Regions from separate parts of the Mus musculus genome. Here region 1 is linked to region 2. Evidence: chromatin contacts called from public Micro-C data. All regions are on one chromosome and are shown on one strand. The core of a region is the stretch at or near the end of the contact, and the rest is flanking DNA. Distances in the headings are between cores, read along the strand shown. Region 1 holds the start of Jhy (junctional cadherin complex regulator). Region 2 has its middle 37 kb from the start of Gm39319.

The links. A called contact is a pair of places that touch in the nucleus more often than the background predicts.
Region 1: a Micro-C map of embryonic stem cells shows a contact between it and region 2, with 1.9 times the contacts expected there. The contact joins the promoter of Jhy here to the enhancer-like site in region 2. A contact is called at or near these places in 14 of 39 promoter capture datasets (the 3T3-L1 cell line, 3T3-L1-derived adipocytes, the C10 cell line and 9 more), 7 of 484 Hi-C or Micro-C datasets (cerebellar granule neurons, cerebellum, cerebral cortex and 4 more), 2 of 115 datasets of contacts at active chromatin or transcription factors (embryonic midbrain and neural tube) and 1 of 9 other capture datasets (liver).

Annotation. Positions count from the first base shown.
Region 1 is chr9:40,960,639-40,966,228 of GRCm38.p6, forward strand. Jhy (junctional cadherin complex regulator) reads right to left here and starts at 2,396. Exons shown (of 9, transcript NM_001357360.1): 1 at 1,568-2,396; 2 at 245-574. The coding sequence starts at 573.
Region 2 is chr9:40,626,896-40,632,174 of GRCm38.p6, forward strand. No RefSeq gene overlaps it. Among named protein-coding and RNA genes, the nearest start is that of Gm39319, 37 kb to the right of the region's middle. Within about 2 kb of position 1,421, at least 23 of the 459 cell types and tissues checked have an H3K27ac peak or open chromatin away from gene starts, as enhancers often do. A contact at or near this core is called in cerebral cortex, embryonic stem cells and trophoblast stem cells, where this site is marked.

The sequences.
Region 1 (5,590 bases), core at 1,146-3,645, 330 kb after region 2:
ACCTGATGACCTACCAAAGTGTCTCCTGGTACTTAAGGCATGTTCTTGACGCTCCTACACCCAGTCAATAATGACTGTATTGGTAAATTAAAGAAGAGGAGAAAGAGAGAAAAATATGCTGAAATTGGGGAGCCACACTGCCCTTGGTTGCTGGGAGACCTGCTTTTGCACAGTGATCATTAAGACATCCATCCTTTCTCACCTAGCAAGGTACCAGGGATTATTTCACAAGCCAGCTCCTTACCTGTGATTCACACCAGCATCATGAGCACTTAGGTCTTCCCTGTTAGTGTTGTGGGCTGCTTTTCTGTTCACTGCCTCTTCTGTCTCACTTGGGCTGTCCTCCTCCAAGCTGTCAGGCTCCATATCTTTGTCCTGGATTTGGTCCTTAATATCAGACCAGGACTTAGCCTCTTGAGGGAGGCTTTCTGAATCCGATTCTAAGGAGTCTTTTGAAATCAGGTTTAAGAAGTCTTCTTTCTTAAAGGGTCTGCCCGAAGGCGGGATCCTCAAGTTGGTGTGATGGACGGGAGACTGGCTAGAGAGCTTGGGAACGGGTTTATATTTATTCATCCTGAAAAATAGAAACATGAACAGGAACACTCTTGTTAATAGAAGCAGTTAGCTGATATTTATAATTGTGGCTCTCCAAAGCATTGCTTAAAAAATTTATGTTACTCTGCTGCTACTGAAATCATAATGGCGATGTTTATCAAAAATGTCAATGAGCAAGAGAACCTTGTTATATTATCTGCAGGCTTTTGAATGCACCCTTTTGAGTGTATGAGCAAGGAAGGCCTATTGGAAAAATGATTGTTTTTCTCTCTGTAGAAACACATCTGATTTAGGGCTCATAAGCAGCCTGAGCAATCGAATGAGGTTTTATTGAGGAAATCAAATGGCTGCTTGAAAGCCGATTCTCTTTCCAGCTTCTAAGGGCTTCTTACAAACAAGCCGGAACAAAGCCAAACAGTTAATTGTGAGCAGTGCTTTTTGGTGGCTTTATTTCAAATGCTCAGGGCAAGTGTGTGTGTGTGTGTGTGTGTGTGTGTGTGTGTGTGTGTGTGTGTACACATCTTGTTCAGCAGCAGCCACAGATGCACTCAGACAGGTTCATGGCTTACCATTTACAAAGTAAAGGAGAGAAAAGCATGGCTTCCCCACCGTCACTGTAATATACAGACTGTTTCTTTCCCAGACGGATATAAGCAGGCTCCAGCATTTAGAAAAGGCTTTTGCTATCCAGGATGCTGCTAGAGAGGAGTGTACAACCAGGTGGCCATTATATGGAGATCAACCTCAGCTCAGGGTTAAACGACAACCATGTGACAATAACGGTTTAAAATGTTCAGGAAACAAGGTTGGTGAATGCTGGTAAGCTAAGCACTTCAGAGGGGGAAGGAGGAAGACCAGGCATTGGAGGGAGGCCAGTTTGGGCTGCATGAGACCCTATCTAAAACAAACAAACAAACAAACAAACAAACAAACAAACAACTGAAACTGTTTAACAAAAGGTCTGTGAATCCTGTCTCAGAGCGACTCAAAGCAGAGGCTGGCTGTCACCTACCTGGAATAGGTGCTACTCTTGAGTAGGGGAGGCTGGTCTGCATTTCAGCTAGGAGTCGAGGTGTCCCTTGTTAAGTATGTAGGAGTGTGATTCCAAGGGAACTCTCAGGGTCGCCAAAGGCTCCTCTAGTGACCCATGAGATGGTTTACAGAACAAGTGCTCTGAATCAGCACAGGACTGGAAGGTGATTGCCTTCCACTGCTACCCAGGGTTTCTCTTTTGGTTTATTTTCTCTCTCACTGCCTTTATGCTGTAGTGTGTGTGTGTGTGTGTGTGTGTGTGTGTGTGTGTGTGTGTGTCACTGCCTTTATGCAGTAGTGTGTGTGTGTGTGTGTGTATGTGTGTGTGTGTGAGAGAGAGAGCTTTACCACTGGAGGCTACGCTCAAATTTGTTTTGACTGGCTGGCTCATGTTCTTTTGACAAATCCAGTTTTTAATTAAAAATACCTTGACCTGATTCCTGTTCCTTGAATTATTATTATATTGACCTTGTTGCTAGGGTTTCCAAGGACACAGTCTGCTCCTTGGATGAAAGCACCTTTACAAACATGACAGACAAAAGGTAGCGCTCATACTTAAACAAACATGAGCCAGTCTCTGCTGAACTCCAAGCTCCCTTAGTAGACCAATATATCATTGCCTAATTTTCAGTTAGTTTGCCTGCAATCAGTCTCTGCTTTAGTATACACATTGTGCTCTGCCACATTTTAATACCAATTTCCTTTTGCAGGATGATTTTTAGAGAGCAGCAAGCATGAAAACATTTTAAATCTAAATCTCTATAAACACCAGCTTTGTTATTTAAAAGCTCACTGTACTTGGAGTCTTGAAAAATAAGCTGAAAAAAAAAAACCCTGAAAAAACAGGGAATGTGATGTAGCTCACTGCTAGCACATTTATGATGAATGGGGTTTAATCTACAACTCCAGCAAAGCGGGGGTGGGGGAGGTAGGGATGGGGTAGGGGGTGATGTTGGGGAGGGAATCTCAGTTCATTTAGAACTGTTTTTCATCAATAATTAAAATCATTCATTTTGTCTTTTCTTAAATGAGAACCCAGGATTTCTTCGTAGTAATAAAGTAGTGATAATAATGTAGTTGTTGTTGAGAGAGTAGAAGAATTTGTGAAGAATGTGAAAGAACAGAGCGAAATATTCCCCCAAATTGGGTTTTCTGTGGCGGCCTGACCTTAAGGGGGTTAGGGGGAGGAAGAGAGTTATAGAAAAAGAGCTGATCACTCGAATAAATTTAGTTAAGTGGGCTATATTTCACGAGTAACTAACTCGCTAGTGATGCTCCGTACCAAAAGAAAAAAAAAAAAAAAAAAAAAAAAAAAGAAAGAAAGAAAGCAACGGTTGGGCCTTAGCGATTCCTGACCAATCCACTTCTTAGTAAACAAGGAAGGCATGGGGCAAGTCCTCTAGGGACTAAGAAACCACCAATTCTGGATCCTGCTAAGGTCTTCTGTCTCTGCCACTGGTTGGGGTCAAATCCTCTAGGGCAGGGAACAAGGAGGCCCATTTAGGATGAACAGTGGATCCAAAGTTGCCCTTTTTGGAACAGGTGGGGTGCTGCCCCATGGGGATCGCAGGGTTTTCGCCCGTTGTCTCTTTCTAAGGGTCAGGAAAGCTGCAGGGGGCGTTTGAAGGTCCACAGGTGGTGGGTTGGAGACCGGGACAAGGGGCTGGGGACAGGGCTGCTCAGCCTGGGGGGTCGCAGCCCTGTCTGGGCGCGGTCCTTCCTCCCAGACCACAGACTGTGCCGGCTCCCTCGCGCCCACCCCTGAGTTCTCCGTACAGCCCGCCCGCGCGGCCCCTTCCCACCCGCCGGGAACCGCCCGTCACCTGCCGGCACCGCTGGGCAGCCGCGCCCCTGGCCCCGCAACCTCCGCAGCCCCGGCTCCCCCGGCGGCTCCCGCCCCGCCCGCCGCTGCCTGGAGACGGTGGCCAACACCGCTCGCTCGCTCGGGGCCGCGGGCCCAGCGCTCCTCAGCTCAGCGGCGGCGCGGGAGACCCCGGCTCGGCTCGGGATGCTCAGGTCTAGCCAACCCAACTCTGCGGAGGAGGAAAAACAGGGAGAGAGCCCAGCATCGGTGATGCTGCTGGGGTAGGAGAAAGGAGCCAGTTAGTGAATGGAAGGGAGGCAAAAAGAGACAAGGAGAGGACGGAGGGAAGAAAACAAGTGGCCAATAAGCATTTGCCCTTTATTGGAAAGGAACTTAATTCGTTAATAATCAGAAGAGGGGAAATTAAAGCCACGTAGGCGAGCACACTCACCACACGGTCATCTTAGGGCGAAAAGTTGGCCATGTGTTGGTGATGCCACCTAGGAGTCTCAGCACTCAGAGGGAGTGGCTGAAGGATCTGTACTGTGAAATCCTGCCCTCAGAGCCAAAACACCCGTAGGAACAGAGAGTAGAGAAACACGCCTGCTCCAAGGGCCAAGTGTATAAAAGACATAAGGATGAAGGACTCTTGGGTGTGTGAACTAGCAGCACTTTGGATTTGACATTGTCTGGGCTGTGCAGGCACTCCTTAGTTCCTAGTGACTCAGCTTTAGACATTCACCCAAAGGAAGAATGTGTTTTTATGCATCTTGATAGCATGAATTTGAAATGTCCTACTCGGGTTCTTGGATTTGAACACCTGGTTCCCAAGCTAGGCCTGGCCTTTGAGGCTTAGAGCCTATTGCTGAGTTCTCCTCTTTCCAGTGATCCAGGGTGTAAAGGGCTTGTGCCACGCTGGTCCCTTAGACTTGGCCATGCCTTTTTCACCTTGATGGACTGAAACCTTAAGCCTAAATGAGCGTCTCTTCTTACTGTCGGGCATTTTGCCACAGCTTTGAGGAAAATATCTCATACGGCATCCAAGCTGGAGAATGTGGGAACATAAAAATTAAAGACGAGTTTACTAAAAATTTCCTGGGTTTGTAGGCATGCACACACAGCAAAGCTAAAACTTAAAAAAAAAAAAGGCCAAGTAGACTAGAAATTTATGTAAGATTAGGAGATTAGGATCTGATCAGCTGTAGAAGGTATGGGGAACAGTGCTTTTGATACAATATTTCTTGACTTTAGTGGCTGGTGCTCTTTTTAAATACTTCTTTAAGGCGTACATTTATAGTGTGTAGTATGCCTTACTGTCAAAAATATTTTCAAAGACAAAGAAAGGACATGCTGGACATTATAGTCCCATTAAAGACATAAGTAAATCTAAATAGCTAACTACCTTCCAAGTAGCAAGCTATCTACAGACCCATTGCTTCACTAATAACAGAAGACAGGAAATTGGAGAACAACCTCATACCTAATGTCACCACCTTTCAAACTCGTTCTTATTATAGCTGATTTTCTGCCTTTGCTTTGACAGCGGGGACCTTTCCTATACATGCACAGTAAGACCCTGTCCACTGACAAAATTAAAACGAGCTATCTGAGGAGTTTGTGTTATTCTGCCCACTCCGTTGCACAACTTATAATTACAGGAGCTTCAAACATGCAGAGGAAACCCACGCTAAAATATTCATTCTCCAAGGCAGATTCTGGTGTGTGTGTGTGCGCGCGCACGCATGCACGCAGGCTGTTCCTAGGAGTCAAGTGAGAACCATTCACACCTGCCCACCTTCTCAGCCACACTGGTCAGCGCAGGTCGCTGCTGCGATTCTTCAGGTCCTTCAGTTGCTTTCTGCATCATCTGGAGAATGTTCCTTCTGGCTTTCTTTCCGCAAGTCAGGGACCTTGTGGGAGTCACAAGTGCTGAGATCCAGCAGTTACTGGAAGAGACACCCCACCCTCTTAACACAGGACCCCTGAACTTGGCCCACCTACCCCCTGTAACAGCTATCCTGCTTACTCTTTGGTGTAACTAAAGGAATGAGGAAGGTTGAAATAGGAAGCACCAATGATAGGCTGTACCGGGAGGTCAGAAATGGCACTTGTTGTTCTAATGGAGATAAGTTAATATGAAGATATATTATGGAGAGTTGAGAAGGAGAGACACTTCTCATGGGTTCAGTGACCATGGGC
Region 2 (5,279 bases), core at 171-2,670:
TGGATATCGTTGAAGTGATTAATGCTGTCCCTCTCTCGAACGGATGAACAAAGATGTGAATCGGATGTGGAATGAATAGAAAAAATATTTTAACTTCGATGGCAGACCCAGGGTTAATAATTCTGAAATGGAAAAGCTTTATTGATCGTCGAGTAAAATATCACCCTAAAGCACTGAGCTATAGACTCCTAGCCAAGAACCAAGAAAACATATTCTTAGCTCAGACAATAATAGGCACTGGGGTTTCTTTTTCTTCTCTTTCTTTTCCTTCCATGGAAAATGAAGAAGGATGTTAAAAGCAAAAGGAAAGAGCATTAGAAGAGCAGGTGTAACTTAAAGGTAAAGAAGCAAAAGGAAGGATGGGGGAGGGGGAGCATGGGTTAGCGGCATTTAAATGACCTAGCTGAGCTATGAAGGGGATGGATGGCTCACGTTACCAAGGACGACGACATGCCTCGAGGCATCAAGTCCAGGACTAGGTCTGCAGCATTGCGGGGGCTGACACTGTTTCCCTCCCTCAAGCCCCCATCCCTCACTTGCCTCTTCTTTTTTAAAATGTATTTATTTATTGTATGTATATGACTACGCTACACTGCTCCTGTCTTCAGACACATCAGATCCCATTTCAGATGGTTGTGAGCCACCCTGTGGTTGCTAGGAATGGTACTCAGGACCTCTGGAAGAGCAGCCAGTGAGTGTTCTCAACCGCTGAGCCATCTCTCCAGCCCCGCTTTCCTCTTCTTATTGTCCTCCTCCTCCTTCTTATTCTTTTGAGACAGGGTCTCACAATGTAGCCCTGGCTGGACTGGAACTCACTCTGTAGACCAGGCTGGCCTTGAACTCATAGGGGTTCACCTGCCTTGGCCTCTTACTCTCAAGTGCCAGAATTCAAGATGTGCACCATCATGCCCTGGCTCTGTCCGGATCTTGATCTTAAGCTATGTACGCAGAATTCAAGCAAAAATAGGAAAAAGTACCAAAGTAGAAACGCCCAGGGAAATGGTCCACAAAATGACATATAAAGAGCAAATTATTTACTTGGTGAATGACAGGTGTCATTTGTATGTTTTTCTAAAATTAACCTGAATAATCTTGAACAACGTAATGGTGAGACTTGCCTTGTATTAGCAGTAGTATTAGCAGAATACTACTGTTGTATTAAATGCTATACACCCCTGGTTCACTTCGCTACAAGTGAGGAATGCTTGTAAAATGCTTGTGTCGCCCCCAAATTAGCACGGGGTTCATGAAGAATCACTTGGCAAGAGAGGGCCAAGGAAAGGAGAAAACCAGAGAAGCAACCTGTAGCCATTTTGTCAGCAACCCAAGGACTTTTGTGCTAAGCCGGTAGCAGGCCGCTGTGCCATCTGGAGCCAGTGAAACTAGCTATCCACAAGAGGGCGATGTCTAACCAATCCCCAGCCCTAGGAGCTGAAGGCAAGCTGCTTGGCAGAGGTCAGGATCCAAGGTCAGCCTGGGCTACTGGAAGTCCCGCCCCTTAGCAAATAACTAACCAAACAAAAATAAAGAGGGTGGTAAGATTGCTATAAACAAGAAAATCCTCTGACTCACAGGCCTGTGGACATACTACCAGCTCAGCCTTTCCAACTCACCCCTAAAGGCAGAAAAGCCCTACCCCCAGGGCAAGGTCCCTCCAGGGAAGGACTCTAGGCTTGTTATTTCTAAGGCTGCGAGTCAGGACATTTTCAATTCTCAGGTATGAGCAAATCGTAGGAAGGAGTCCCTACCAACTCCTAAAGCCCATCTCCCAAATCGCCAGCTCAACTGGGAGAGCGAATAAATGACATGGCCAGACCCAGAGGCTTCTGAAATAAGGATTATCACGACAACACCAGTAAAACATGTGTGGGCACGCACACCTTTTTTTCCTGGTTATAACCGGCACCTGCACGGAGATCCACGCTGTGCTTTCATATGAATACAGTTGGGGAACTGACCCCAAAGGGAACTAAGTGGAGAAAGGGGCACGACCAACAGGGGGCGGGGCTTGTGTCCCATCCACAGAGTGTCTACAGTAGCAGGGTTGGGGCCCAGCCTGATATGTGGCACTTCTAATGTGTTCCGGGAGGTGTTGATGCTGTTTGTTGGACAGTAGGGTTACGTTGACAATGGTATAGGGCTCGTGCATCTACTCCTTAGCTCTGGCGTATTCAGAAATAAAGGTCCTGGGCGTGGTGGCGCTCCTTTAATCCCAGCACTCGGGAGGCAGAGGCAGACGGATTTCTGAGTTTGAGGCCAGCCTGGTCTACAGTGTGAGTTCCAGGACAGCCAGGGCTACACAGAGAAACCCTGCCTCGAAAAAAAAAAAAAAAAAAAAGGAAGAAAGAGAGAGAGGGAGGGAGGGAGGGAGGGAGGGAGGGAGGGAGGGAGGGAGGGAGGGAAGGAAGGAAGGAAGGAAGGAAGGAAGGAAGGAAGGAAGGAAGGAAGGAAGGAAGGAAGGAAGGAAGGAAGGAAGGAAGGAAGGAAGGAAGGAAGAAACCTGCCCTGAGTTGGTAAACAGAGCACTTCCTAGGGATAATTCCTGGTATCCGGATTCCTGACATCCTTACTTCCTGGGAGGTAAGCATCCTCACTTCCATTTCTCACTAGGAAAGCAAGGGCGCCAAGAGGCTATCTGAGCTGGCGAATCTTGGCGCCTGGATTTGATCTTGGTGGCAAAGTTCCTGCTGGACATTCTAGCTCCAGGGTGAAGGAGCTGGTCAACTGAAATAAAGAGGGAGAAAGTGCAAACGTAAGCGCCTCTTTTACAACAAGAAGCAAAAGGGCAAGCATTGTGGGAAAGCTTGGTAATCACAATCGGGATCGGAGGCGCACGGGAGGCTGCCCTGGTGTCCCGGGCAATGCGCAGCTCCTGAAGAGACCTCTGCGTCAAGCAGAGCCCAGCAGGCATTTGGGATGAAGTAGCTGCTCAAGTTCTGACCTGCCTCACAGAATAGAACAGTATGCATTATTTAGACCAGAATGTCCTTTCTATTTTTGTATTCGAAAAAGAGGCGTATTCATGGCAAAGGCAGGTGGTTTGGGGTTTGGGGCGGGGGGGGGGGGGTGTTAAGCTTTCAACAAACAGCTCAGAATTCCCCAAGCTCTATCTCCTTTAAATGATGAATCTAAAAAGTAGAAAAATAGATGTTAAAAAGGCCTGAGGAACTGGTTAAATTATTTCACAGCATTTAGGTTTCTGTCTCCAAATAAAAGTGTTACCTTTTTATTAGTCAGACAGTGGACATTTGGGTTCTGTGGTTTGCGGTTGGTGTGTGTGGGTAGGAGAGGATTCTATAAAAAGTAGGACATTACCAGGAGATGTAAAATAATCTCAATATACAAAATAGATGTATAGCAGTCTTGTCTTGGGGAATAAACAGACCTTTCTTATTAGCCAGAGTCAACAAGAAAAAAAAAGTCAGATTCCAATGTTCTATGCTACACATGGTTTAATTCGATGTACAGACATGTCTCTATACAATTCAGGCATTACCTTTAAGAGACTTATAATTTAAGCCTTGCGACATACCTGCAGTCTCATCATTTGGAAGGAGGAGACAGAAGGATAATAAGTTAGAGTCTCAGCTGGGCTACATAGGAAAACCCTGTCAAAGGAGAGAAGGGAGGAAAGGGAGGGAGGAACTTAATCTGGAAAGCAAGACAGATACACTAGTCACTACGCAGCCATAGCCCAGCTAGGAGGTGGAAGAACTACTTCCTGCTCCCTAGGCCCTCTCACAGGACTCTTCCAACCTGTGTTGTGTCCCCAATTCTGTCATTTAACTCCAACTCTCCCCATGAATGTGCCGTACCCCCAACTCCAACTTATCCAACGACACACTGCTACCAGGCTCATCTTCCTAGCTCAAAGGCAGGCACACTGGATGCTCAAGCTCCAAGTCTTTGTGTGAATTTTGCTTAACCACAAACCTGATGCTGTGTCCTGCACAGCTCTGCAGTAAACCACTGCATCAACAGTAACACAGCTCCTCCATCCAGCATCCATCCAGCTGACATAGGGATTATCTCAGCCATGCTGCACTCTGACCCACATGTACACCAGAGCCTTCACTCAGCCCCTCCAGCAGGGTCTGGGCTGTGATACCCTGAGAGAGTATAGACTTTATTTTGTCTGCATCACTGTGATTCCTTAAGATTAGAAACTGTGTGTTGATTCCCTGGATAAGTCCAGTTCTCTCTGACTGCGATATCATTAAATATATCAAGCTTTGTTGACAACAGTCCACAGCTGAGTCCATCCACATAGACTTGAGTGTTCAGAAGCGTATTGGAGCCTTAAAGAGTGACTGGAGGGCTGGAGAGATGACTCAGCAGTTAAGAGCACTGACTGCTCTTCCGAAGGTCCTGCAGAAGCAATGTGACCATCTGCTTCCTCAAGCTCCTGCTGCAGTGAGCCATGGTACCCAGGAACTGAGACCAAAACAAACCCTTCACCGGAAGTGACTTTTGTGAGCTATTTTCTCTCCATTATGTAACATGACCACTTGATTAGAGAGGAGGAGTAACTGCAGAAGTGAGAGGGGGGGGCGGTGAATCTGCTACCCAGGGGGGGCACAGTGAGGGCAGGTACTGGCGCACAGAGGAAGGGGAATTCTGGTGAGTATGTGAGGAAGTTTTCACAGAAATGGTAGCATCGGACTGGTACTTTAAAATAAGAACTAGGCATAAGGAGAGAACAGGTAACGCGAACCCCAAGCAAACAAGTTTCAATCAGTGATCCGTATCCGAGTTTCCAGGTAAGGCTCTCACGCATGCGCAGTGAGCAGGGATATGGCGTCACCCCAGGCTCAGGTGATTTCATCAAAACCCTCCTTACATCAGCCTCACACACCACTGTCCTGAAGCAATACAGTACTAAACACTAAGCCAGCCAAGCCAAGTAAGTCTGGGGTTATGAATGTCTGATTGGTCAAAACTGAGTCGGGTGTATCGAGCTGGGTGCTAGGACTTTGGAAGAGACAAGTTTAAGATTGGATCTTTGAGTTCAAAAAGCTAAACCGTCCGGCTGGAGAGATGGCTCAGTGGTTAAGAGCACTGACTGCTCTTCCGAAGGTCCTGAGTTCAAATCCCAGCAACCACACGGTGGCTCACAACCATCTGTAAAGAGGTCTGATGACCTCTTCTGGTGTGTCTGAAGACAGCTACAGTGTACTTAGATACAATAATAAATAAATCTTTAGGTCCGAGTGAGTGAGGTCGACCGGAGAGAGCCAAGTTCCTGAATTCAGATTCCCAGCAACCACATGATGGTTCAC